2 separate regions of the Mus musculus genome follow, and region 1 is linked to region 2. Evidence: chromatin contacts called from public HiChIP or PLAC-seq data. All regions are on one chromosome and are shown on one strand. Each heading gives the region's core, a stretch centred on a gene start, on an enhancer-like site or on the middle of the called end of the contact. The rest is flanking DNA. Distances are from core to core; before and after follow the strand shown. Region 1 holds the start of Idh3a (isocitrate dehydrogenase 3 (NAD+) alpha). Region 2 overlaps Dmxl2 (Dmx-like 2).

The links. HiChIP or PLAC-seq counts read pairs in DNA pulled down with a chosen protein or histone mark.
Region 1: an H3K4me3 HiChIP or PLAC-seq map of bone marrow-derived macrophages shows a contact between it and region 2, with 3 times the contacts expected there. The contact joins the promoter of Idh3a here to the enhancer-like site in region 2. A contact is called at or near these places in 1 of 39 promoter capture datasets (liver), 2 of 484 Hi-C or Micro-C datasets (the HPC-5 cell line and cerebellar granule neurons), 5 of 115 datasets of contacts at active chromatin or transcription factors (the 230-238 cell line, bone marrow-derived macrophages, neural tube and 1 more) and 4 of 9 other capture datasets (adipose tissue, bone marrow-derived macrophages, liver and 1 more).

The regions. Positions count from the first base shown.
Region 1 is chr9:54,583,615-54,589,599 of GRCm38.p6, reverse strand. Idh3a (isocitrate dehydrogenase 3 (NAD+) alpha) reads right to left here and starts at 3,089. Exons shown (of 11, transcript NM_029573.2): 1 at 3,057-3,089. The coding sequence starts at 3,083.
Region 2 is chr9:54,463,342-54,469,298 of GRCm38.p6, reverse strand. The region is part of intron 6 of Dmxl2 (Dmx-like 2); the gene reads left to right. Among named protein-coding and RNA genes, the nearest start is that of Dmxl2, 35 kb to the left of the region's middle. Within about 2 kb of position 1,573, at least 53 of the 459 cell types and tissues checked have an H3K27ac peak or open chromatin away from gene starts, as enhancers often do. A contact at or near this core is called in bone marrow-derived macrophages, where this site is marked.

The DNA of each region.
Region 1 (5,985 bases), core at 1,840-4,339, 120 kb before region 2:
ATGTGCATGCATGTGAAAGTCAGAAGTCCACACCAGGTGTCCTCCTCTCTTAGTTTTTGAGACAGGGGAGCTCACCAACTTAAGAAGATGTGGCCAGGGAGCTCCAAGGAGCCTCCTGCCTCAGCCTCATTAATGCTGGAATTACAGGCATGTGCCACCACCCAATTTTTTGCAGGTGCAGGAAATGTGAATTCAGGGCATCACACTTGTAGGACAAGCACTTTACAGACTGAGCCAATTCCCCAATCTCAGCACTAAAGATTTTGAAATCTTTTGATATTTTTGAAATTGAGTTTATATATGGAAGATCTGTGAACAGAGTCTATGCTTTTTGTTTTGGGGTAACAAAACGGGGAGTGCAAGTGAGCTTATAAACCAATGCATGGTTTCTCAAGTTCCAGGGAAGCCAGTGTACATACTGAACAGAGGAGAGCCTGGTGTGGTAGTATAGCAGGGAATTCTCTGAGTTCTAGGCCAGCCAAGGCTACACAGGGAAACCGTCTTAAAAAACAAAAAAAACCAAAACAAAACCTCAAGCCTGCTGTACTGGTCTTCAGAGTGAGTTTAAGGTCAACCTGGGTAATGTATTGAGATTAGATCTTACAATTAAAAACGGAGGGAAAGAAAGGTGCTGAGGAGGTAGCTCAGTGGTAGAGTACCCCTGTCACCAGGCTTAAGGCCCAGCACTACAATAGTAATTAAGCATCCCAAGACATGCAAGCCATTTATGATTTGTCTGCTACTGTGTCTACAGTGCCTGGTACAAGCCAGGCCATCCTCAATCCTGCCTGTAGCTGAGGGTTCCCATCCCAGCTTCCATGCCTGCAATGGCTGTCTTCTAACAGCTGGGATTTCCCACATTTTCATCTCTCCTCTATGTTCTTGGACTGAAATAATGCACTGACAAAGTCCATCCAGAGAGAAGTTCACATGACACACTGTCTTTCACCTTATACTATACTTGTGAATCATTTTACTCCTGTAATTCCCAAGGAGACGCGTTTTCAGGCAAGAGGACCTAGCCTTACCTTCCCGACCTTGATTTCAGGCCCTGGATCACCTTAACCCTGTGGCTCCTCGCTTCCTTTTTACCTTCATATTCCAACCCAAACCAAGAGATACTGTGTAGGAAGTAAGCCAGGCTCATCATTGTCTTTGGAGCCTTGAAAACCTCTAAAACCTTCACTTTCTCACTGGGAAAGCACCTATGATCTGCAAATGACCCTTTTTAAAAAAAAAAAGAAAAAGAAACAAATAAAACTTTAACGGACACTGGGTGTGGTGGCTCATAACTCTAATTCCAGAACTTGGAAGGTGGTGGAAGTAGGAAGATCAGGTCAGCCTTACCTATAGCGTCAGCTAGACTAGTGGAGACACTGTCTTCAAACAAAACAAAGCCCTGCCTGAAAGGAAGCCCAGTACTATAAAAATCCAAATACCATTTGGTACTTCAGCACGAGTTAACCTCGGGAGCCCCTTCTTAAGCCCTAATCCCTTGAGAGAGACTGAACCAAAGCCTGGGCCACTCTGCCAAAGGTCACACAGGCAATCAAGTCCCAGGGGAGCATCTTCTGACCCTATGGCCAATAAGTTCTGAACTCTTGTGGATTTCTTACAGGGCTAAAGGAAAAAGCAATTTTCCAGGACGCTCTTTACTACTTAGCCTTATTTAGTCCCCCAAGGCTGACTACACCTAGCAACATGAATCAGGTAGAGTGTGTAAGCCCAGACATTAAAGGACTGACTTGTTGCTACACCTTTAAAACCAAATGTGACCTAACAGCATCTCAAGCAAAAGTGGGTCTGAACATAGTGACAACGTAGATTCTAGTCACCAAACAAAAAAGCCTAGTTACTGATGTCCCAGAATCACTGTCTGCTTGATCACTGCCAAGACAGATACATCGATAGCTAGGAAAGCTTCAGGCTTTCATGTCCTTCTACATGGAATAGGTGCTTTCATGCAGAAATACCTGTGACACAAGCACATGTATCTTACAGGTGGGTTCGCAGATGTTAAATAGTTTGCAGAGGATACACAATTGGCCAATGGCTTTGTCAGGATTTAAAATTAAGAACCCCTAAATTGAATTATTAATAAACAATAGTGCATCTCCAAACCTCTCTTTAAAGGAGAAGGGCAATACAAATTTCATTTAAAAATCTGCATTGCTTATAGCAGACTTCTAGAGAGCCACCCACGACGGCATCAGATGACCTACGGCCTGGTCAGTACTATATCCATAATTAGCTAAGTGACCTTGGCCACCGGAGAGACAGAAAATCAAAATACCTCGGGTTTCTCTCAAAGATGACAATGACCTCCTGTATGACCTTGAGCAAATTTGTCTTCGAGGGCAGGTCAGCTCCACCAGGAAACGAAAAGACTGCATATGTAACCTGAAGCGCCTTCCAGCTCTAGTACCTGAACTATCAGGGAGAACTAGAGAGTCCCAGATCGCTGGGTCCCAACAACTGAAGGTGAAAGGACGATGATGCGATCTCCCTGAACGTTCAGAGTATAACTCCAAGGAGCACGATGCCCTGCGTCCTCTGAAGGAGGAATACCTACCAGGGCACCAGGCATCAGACTAGGAAGAGTTCCAAGAGAGAGAAAAATCTGGCTGGCCTAACGGCCCGGGATTCCCTCACCTCGAAAACCCTCTTGCGCCCAGCGTTTACCCGGTCAAAGGCTGAGGGATCAGGGAGGGGCGACCTGGGCATGCTGCCCGGAGACCCGCAGGTGACAGGGCCGCGGGGCCTAGGTGGCCTGTCTGTGACCCTCAAGGGCTCCGGGGGAGGCCTGTGCACCTATCCTGGAGGACACTGGTGGGGACACCCGGAGCAGTACTGGCCGCCTTGACCTTGACGCCGTCCCCGCCCGGCGCGGCTGTCCCGGCTCAGGGCTAGCCACGCACGGCGTGCCGGCCACATTCCCCGAAACACTGCCCGCGGGCCATGAGCCGCCTCCGCGCGCTCGCCTCCGCCATCCATCAGGCGGGATCACAGCCTACTCTCCCTGCTCGCCCTCGAGCTTGCTGCCCTGTAGCGCTCACCTTGGACACCCACGCGGACCCGGCCATCGCGTCCACTTCCCTCACCGCGGCGACAGCGGCAACACCAGGGCGCATGCGCATAGCCCTCTTCCCAAGCCCGCCCCTCACGGCCCCGCCCCGAGGCTCCGTGTGGCCCCGCCCCTAGCTCGGGTCTCTCGATCGCTCACCGCCCCGCTCCGGACCCCGCTGCACAGCTGCCGCTAGCTGACCAATCACCGCCTTCATCTTTTGATGACGCGCGGAGCGGGCCCAGCTGCGACCCGGAAGCCTCCTCCCCTTCCTCCCGCTTCATTCATTGAAAAGCTGTTTGGATGAGTTTTTTGTTTCCGACCTATTAGGGGACCAATCAGCCTTCTTTATTTGGGGGATTGTGCGCCCCTTAAAACTTTGCGGTCCCACTGGGACAAATATCTTGCTTATTTTCAAACATTGTTTTGTTTTGTTTCATTTCTTAAGACAGTATCATGGAGCTTCAAACTGATTATGTAGCTGAGGCTGGGTTTGAACCCCGGACTGCCAGGGGTTCCTCTTTTCTTGCCTCTATCTCCCAGGTACAGGGACTGTAGGCATGCACCACCTCGCCTAACTTGATTCTTACATTTTTTTTTAAATTTTCATTTTTTTGTTTTGTTTTTTGAGACAGGGTTCTTCTGCATAGCCTCAGCTACCCTGAAACTCACTCGCTAGACCAGGCTGGCCTCAAACCTACAGAGATCTGGCCTCTGCCTCCCGAGTTCTGGGATTAAAGGCGTGTTCCACCATCATCTGGCTAATTTTTATTTTTTTTTAATAGCTTTACTGAATAAAAAGCATTTATTAGTCTGCAGAGGACCCGGATTCAGTTCCCAGCACCCTCATGATGGCTCACAAATGTCTGTAACTCCAGATGTAGAGGATCCAGTACCTTCTTCAGGCCTCACAGGGCACCAGATACCAATATGGCACAGGCACCTACATGCAGACAAAACACTCATATACATAAAATAGACAAATCTTTTAAAAAGTACTTGATGTAAATGTACAATCTGAAGTTTTTAGCAAATGTAAGTGTTTTCATAAAATAAATTCAGAAAACACAGCTCTTGGGCTGGGGAGATGGCCCAGTGGGTTAGGTGCTTGTTTCAAAAGCATGAGGACCTGAATTCAATACCCAGTACCCATGTAAAGAGTCAGGAAAGAGTGAGCATCTATAACCCCAGCAATGAAAATCCAGAGCTAGGTGAATCCTGCTGCCATTGCCAGACAGCCTAGCTGATATGATGAGCCCCAGGTTGTTTAGTGAGTGGGAGACCTGTCTCAAAAGCTAAGGTAAGGATACCTACCATGAAGCCATGAAGCACTCAAGCACTCAAGCGCTCTCTCTCTCTCTCCCTCCCTCTCTCTCTCTCTCTCTCTCTCTCTCTCTCTCTCTCTCTCTCTCTCTCCCCCCCACACACACACACCACACTCACATTCTCCATTTACACACTATAACTCTTACTTCAAAAAGAGTAAGAGGGGGTTTAGTCTGACCAAATATAAGTAACTAAGGCCAGGAAACACAGGTTTAGATTACCCCAGTTTCTATGTTTCAACGTGGTAAACAAAAACAAAAACCATGTTGAGGACAAATCAGAGTTTGCAGACTGGCAGTGATGGCCCATGCCTTTAATCCTATCTCTCAGGAGGCAGAGGCAGTTGGATCTGAGTTAGAGACCAACCTGGCCTACAAAGCTAGTTTCAGGACAGCCAGGGCTACACAAAGAAACTTTGTTGCAGGATATTTGATCACACTGTGAACTCTAAGACTGTGTTGTTTACTTGGAAAACCATTTTCTAGTTGTGGTGTGGCTCAGCCTTAGCACACACCATTAATCCCTCAAGCTGGAATACAGAAATGACTTATTACTTCCTTTAATTCCAAATAATGAATGAAGATGAAGTTAGTTTGCAGAAGGAAACACCCATGATTGAAAGTGATGTCTGGGGCTGGTGAGATGGCTCAGTGGGTAAGAGCACCCGACTGCTCTTCCGAAGGTCCAGAGTTCAAATCCCAGCAACCACATGGTGGCTCACAACCATCCCCAACAAGATCTGACTCCCTCTTCTGGTGTGTCTGAAGACAGCTTCAGTGTACTTACATATAATAATAAATAAATCTTTAAAAAAAAAAAAGAAAGTGATGTCTACTGAGTGGCAAAGTGCTGAGTCAGAGAAAGATTTGACAGAATAGGATCTCCCCAACTCTCACGAGAATACGAGAATAGAGAGGAAAGGGAAGCTATGGGGGTGCAGGGGACAGTGCAGAGGGAGAGAGGAGACAGTTTTACCCAGAAAGTTTTGTAGAGACAGGTTGAGAAGAGTAGAAGATAGACACAGGCAGAGATAGAACAAGCCAGAAAATGAGAAGGAGCCAGAAGATTAGAACAGATTGCTAGAGTTAGTTTGAAGTAAAGCAGAGCAATTCAGGAGAATCAGAGAGAAGCCATACTGAGTCAGTTAGCATGGAGAGTTTTGAGCTAGAACAGCTGAGTTGAATCAGCCAGCCAGAGATCAGAAAAAAACTAGAAAGAGTGATCTTATTCAGCAGTAAGTCTCAGAGGCTGAAAACATTCTAGGCCCAGATTAGATTGTATGAAGGATAGAAGCTTCCAGGACTAGGCCTGGGTTATCAGACTGAGGCACTAAGCCTTAGAGATGACAGTTAAACGTTACTTTTACAAAACCCAAACAACAACAATACACTGGCTGTGAGACAGTGAAACTCACCAGATAAGGGAAGAGTTGGTCTCAGTCTTATCAGGCACTGACTGGCACCCACAAAGCAGTCCCTGGGACAAAGGACTAAACTGAGTAAGAACAGCTTCTGGAAAATGGAGAGATGCCTCAGCAGTTAAGAGCTCAAGAGCACTTTTGAGTCTTCCAGACTATTGACATTTATTCTCAGCAC
Region 2 (5,957 bases), core at 324-2,823:
AATAGTAGTTATGGAAACAGAGGTAATTGTTCTTCAAGTTCATGGCACTTTGGGTCTTAATTTCCATGCTTCTTTAGAATCACACATTGAGATAAGGATATGTATAGTTAATATGGGAGGTGTCTTGGTTTCTTTGATTCTACTGTGATAAAATACTCTGACAAAACAACTTTGAGGGAGAAAAGTGAGTTTTGGCTGCAGTTCTGAGTTACGACCGTCATCATGGGGAAGTCACAGAGGCAGAAGCTTGCAGAGGCAGGTCCTGTTGCATCCTAAGTCACGAAGCAGAGGGACAAATGCACGGTGCTTCTCAGCCCCCTTTCCCATTTCATGGAGTCTAGGATCCTAGCCAGGGAATATTCAGGAATGTTTGTACCCACAGTGGGTGGTTGCCTCCCCCTAGTTAGTGCAGTCAGGCTAGTCCTCCACAGGTGTGCCCAGAGGCCTGTCTTCGAGGCCATTCTAGATTCTGCCACCGTGACAGTTAACAAGTCATCACATGGGAAATATCAGACAAGATATACTGGATTGAGGCCTATTCTTAAGGAACATGGCTGCATGCCTTTTCTTAAGTGTATTAATTGATTTAAATCTGTGGGTACTCTTGAGAGCCAGCATTACTCATATACATTATAGTCATTGTACATACTCTTTAAAATTACTTAAAATATTTTTCATACAGTATATTTAATCATATTCTTTCTCCTTCTCCAACTTCTCCCGGATTTTTTTTTTTACACTTCCTTACCCTCCCAAATTAATTTCTTATTTATATTCTTTACACATCAGTAATTGGTAGAGGACTGGCGAGGCTAGAACTGAGATGGTTCAAACATAGAGATGCTTCAAACATAGAGATGCAAGTAGACTTTCAGTTGAAACGGACACACCAGATTGCTAAGCCTGTTGGGTATGAGTGATGGACCAAAAGCACCTGTTACATTGAGAACCCCTGGTTGAGAAGCTGGGCATTTTATATTTGTACTTGACATTTAGTAATTTTCATAATTTGGGGGAATGGTTAGACAGCAGCAGTTAATTTTTTTCTGTGTATCTGTCTGTATATCCAGGGGTCCCACACAGTGTATTGAATGGCTTCTCTTTCCTTGCTCTCTGGAGCTACCTTTGTCATAAGTCGAATGTTTGCACTTCTATACATTTGGTTCTGGGCTCTGTTCAGTGTGTCCATTCCTTGTACTTGTGCCACTGCCGTAATTGCTATGCTTTTAAAAGCAGTCTTGGTATAGCAAGACTTGATATAGTCCTCAATATAGCAAGTCCCCTCTTCTCATTGGCTAGGCATGGTGGCTCCTGCTAGTAGTCATCCTAACAGTGGGGGGCTGAGTCGGAGAAGGCTTATTCTAAGCACACACTTTTATTGTATTGTCAGGAGAGTGGCTTAGAGTCTGTTTCCACAAGCAGGAATGACAGAAACACCCCTCAGCTTCTGTTGGGTTTGCCTGCATCCTTGTGGAGCCTAAAAAGGGTGTTTTCTTTTTTCTGTCTCCATGGGGTTTCCCTCATTTCAGTTGAGACCACTTACCAGCACTTACCAGCTCTTCTGGAGCCATCAGAAGCTTCCTGTTACTGAGGCCTGTGGTTGATTCTTACTTAACTTACAACCATGAGTCAACACATTAGTTACTTCTTTCTTTTTAAAGCCTTTTTTTTTTTTTTTTTTAAAGGAGTACTTTGGATTCGCAGGAAAACTGAGGAAGGCACAGAGAAATCTCTGAACTGCTTATCCCTTTATACATGTACATCTTCCTGTTCAGCCCACATTTATTTCAGCTGATGAACTTGCACTGACAACTCTTGGTACCCAAAGTTAGTGTTTTATCTTAAGACTCACTCTTGTGCCCATCCAGCAGGCCTGAGTAAATTTATGAGTGCATGGACCTGACATTGTAGTGTTGTGTAGAGTATTTTCACTGCCTAGAATATCTGTCCTCTGCCTATTTGTAATTGTCCTTTAATTTTTTTTTTTTTTTTGCATTATTTTGTTTCTGCAACTTTGGGCAGAGTTATTTTTGGTGGTGGTGGTGGCGGTGCAGAGTCCCATGGATCTCAGGTTGGTTTCTAGCTCCCTGTATAGCTGAGGATGGCCTTCTAATCCTTTAGTTTCTACCTGTTGAGTCCTGGTATTATGGGTGTATGCCACACCAGCTGTCTCTGCGGTTTTTCGTATTGTAGTGCCCAGATTTAGTTTTTGGATCTTTTCTCTAAACATAGCTGTTCTCTTAGTTTTCAAATGCCATCTTTTAAATGCTGATGACAAGATTGTGTCTGTTGCTTGCCCCTCTCCCTTTATCCCTGGATCCTCACCTCCACTACCATCCTTGTGGATCTCTTTTTGGATGTATTCATAATCTACTCACTAGTTTTTTAAGCTACAGTGGACAGTGAGCCCATCCACATAAACCCTGTGCGCTTCTTGATTGCCTCCATGGGAATTCAGTTACAAGCCACCATTATGAATCACGTGCTGTCTTTAAAACTTTACTACAACAATTCTTCCAGATTTTAACTGTGTTCCTGTCTTTTCAATGTGTTCTTTTTAAAAATCCAAGCCAAAAGATCAGATATGGCACACACCTTTAGTTCCAGCACTGAGAAGCCCAAAGTAAGAAGATTGTTGTGTCAGGTTAGCCTGAGCTACAAAGTAAGACCCTGTCTCAACACTCCCCTGAACCTGTCATGAGGTTTCCTTTTCATTTTTGGAAAGCCAGAAGCTTTATAATGGCCCACATGCACACTGTACTGGACTGTAGGTCCAGGGATCATTCCTTCAGTCATATTTCCTGTTATTTCATACCTGTGTAGACTTGAATCAGTGTTCATAAACAGGTTTGGCACATGTACACATAGAGTTGCTACACTTAAACCCCCAACCTTGCATTCCCAGACATCTGTGTGGCCTTTTCCTTTTACTTCTGACTGTCACTTTTTTTTTTTTTAAGATTTATTTATTTATTATATGTAAGTACATTGTAGCTGTCTTCAGACATTCCAGAAGAGGGAGTCAGATCTCGTTTCGGATGGTTGTGAGCCACCATGTGGTTGCTGGGATTTGAACTCTGGACCTTCGGAAGAGCAGTCGGGTGCTCTAACCCACTGAGCCATCTCACCAGCCCCCTGACTGTCACTTTGATAGCAAGGTTTCTTTAGGTACCTTTATAAATTGTACCTCACCTTCCAACATATTCTCTGTACCCTTTGTCTGCCTTAAATTTATCAATAATATTTATCAATAGATATCTATATTGGCTTTCATTTTACTGTGTAACACTACAAACACAGCAGCTTCCACCACACATTATTATCTCAGCTTTTTGAATTAGGAGTCTTGGCTTGGCTAGGTGCTCTGATGAGGGGTGTGAAACACTAATGAAGGTGGCTTAGAGCCTGGATTCTCACCTGGAGACATAGCTAGGGAATCAGCTTGCAGACTTACTCCAGTGGGCAGAGGTGATTTCTTGCATCAGTCTGGCTGAAGGGCTAGCTTTTTGCTGACTTTTGGTTGAGGCCTTCTGCAGCCCCTGAGATTGCTGAAGCCTTTTGTACAACGGGCTTCCTCTCTCTCCACTCCCAAACAGCTTACCTAAGTGGCAAGCAGGGAGTCAAAGACAACAGGGACCATCACAGCTACAACAGATGAGGACAGCTGGGACAAGTAATTTGGAAGGAAAAAAATTACTGAAATTAGATATGAGAAACAAAACCCTGAAAGTTTTGATAAGCTTATTCAGTCACTTAAGGGTAATAAAAAGGGAGTTTCTGCATAGAATGCAGAGATTCACAGAGAACTTTAAAAACAATGCCTGAAAAGAATGAGTTAATAATGAAGGAAAATTATTTTCAAGATCATAGAAATAATGATTTGAAAAATAGTCTAATTTATGATTTTTCTTAAACCAGTTTATTTACTTTTGTATGTTGGGGTTTGGAGTGCTCACACATGTGCCAGGGTATGAAGGCCAAGGACTGCTGTTTAGAATCTCATTCTATCTTGTGAGTCCTAAGGATTGAACACAGAGATCTACCTGCCTTGGCCTCCCAAGGGCTGAAGTTAAAGATTGCCACGCACTCTGGTCGAAAGGGGACCAGAGGGTCTGCGGCAAAAGGTGTGACACCATCCACAGCAGAAGGCTGGCTTCTTAATAAGGCTGTATATGGAGATACATGTAGAATAATGGCCACTTCTGAAATACTAAAATTGTATAGCAGTTGAATCAAGAGTCATTTGAGTTGGGCTGCCTGCCACTCAGTGGCAGAGCACTTGGCTGAGTGTGTGTAGGCCTCGGAGTCCCATAGGATAGATTTTTTTTTTTTAAAAGCTAATTATATAGACAGCTGGGCCTCACTTACAAAGATCTGATTGCTTCTATGTCTTGGACGCTGAGATTAAAGATGTGCATGATCTCTCCTGGTGATATGCTTTTATTTTTTGAGACCTAGCTCAGACAGGCCTCGTATGCATATGTAACTGATTCCTGGTCCTTCCGCCTCCCCTAACCTGGGATGACAGGTATGTGCCACCAGGCCAGGTTTAGGTGTATGGTCTTTTGACAGAGCCATTGACACTTTATTTTATTTTTGGTATGGGGCATTGAATCTAGAATTTTGTATAAGCAAGGTAAATCTATCACTATAAGGGGGTGAGCTATAGCCTTACCCCTTCCCCATTTGAAATATATTTTGGGTGCCATAGAGATGGCTCAGCAGGTAAAGGCATTTGTTAGCAAGCCTGACAACCTGAGTTTGATTCTAGGGGCCTGTGTGGTTGAAGGAGAGAGCAGAACACTGCATATTGCCCTGTGTCTTCTACTTGCACACCATGGCATGTGTGTGTGCTCACTCTCAGATACAGACACATACACACAAATAAACAGTAAGGTGTAATAAAAAGTTAAACAAATTGAGCCAGTGTCTTAGTTGCCAAAGCTGGCTTCGTGCTTGTGATCTTCCAATTTCATCTTGCCCTGCATCTGGGTTGGCAGGTCCGCGAGTGCCTCTTGGCTTACCCACTTGGCACTTGACTTGACTAAAGATTTCAGATGATAACCAGGTTCAGTATATGAACCTTTATTTGAAGTCTCATCACTAATATGAAAGATGCTTTTGTCCGTTGTGTAGGATTAAGTCATGAGTTAAAGCATATTTCCCTTCAGTAGGTGACTAGATTGGAAGCTCTTCGAGGCCCTCCACCTTGGTTATATATTCAGGAACTAAGAATCATTGTCTTTGAATTTTTATTACATGCAGCCTTAGAAGATTACTGAGAATTTTTACTTGTTTAATTATATTTCTGTAAGCTTGTATTCAGTCTCCACAGAGCTGTTTAATAATTCCTGTGGCATGATAGGAGTGTTTCATGCTGTGGCATGATAGGAGGGTTTTATCCTGTGGCATGATAGGAGGGTTTTATCGGTAAGGATCCTCTGAGGGTTAGTTAGCAAATGTGTTGGATTGAAGAAGATTATTTCTTCAGGTTTTGAAAAGATAAAATATTAATTTAGATTCTCTTGAGAAAAGAACAAAATTGACTTTGGAAAGCTGGGCAGTTTTTGTCCCCATACCCCCATCTGTTGTGTTGAGAAGCGGAGTCTGTGAGATCTGATGAAGCAGATGGGAGCCGTGTGACTCTCCAGAGAGCACTTCCCTCTCCTCTGCAGCACACTGACAGGACTTCAGCTCAACTGTTAGGAGACTCCAATTACTTTCGGGATTTTGAATATTATTGGGTACTTTTGCTGAGAAGATTCATTTCTTACAAATGTGGAATTAAATTTTCCTTGTGCTTAAGAATATTTGGAATTTTTATCTGAGCTTAAATAAAATTTTACTTATTAATGAGCCATTCTTACTCACAAGGTACTAGATTAAAATTTTTTCTTTTCAATAGTTTCTCAGTATGTAGCCCAAGGTAGTCTCCAATTCATCCTGGCTCAACCTTC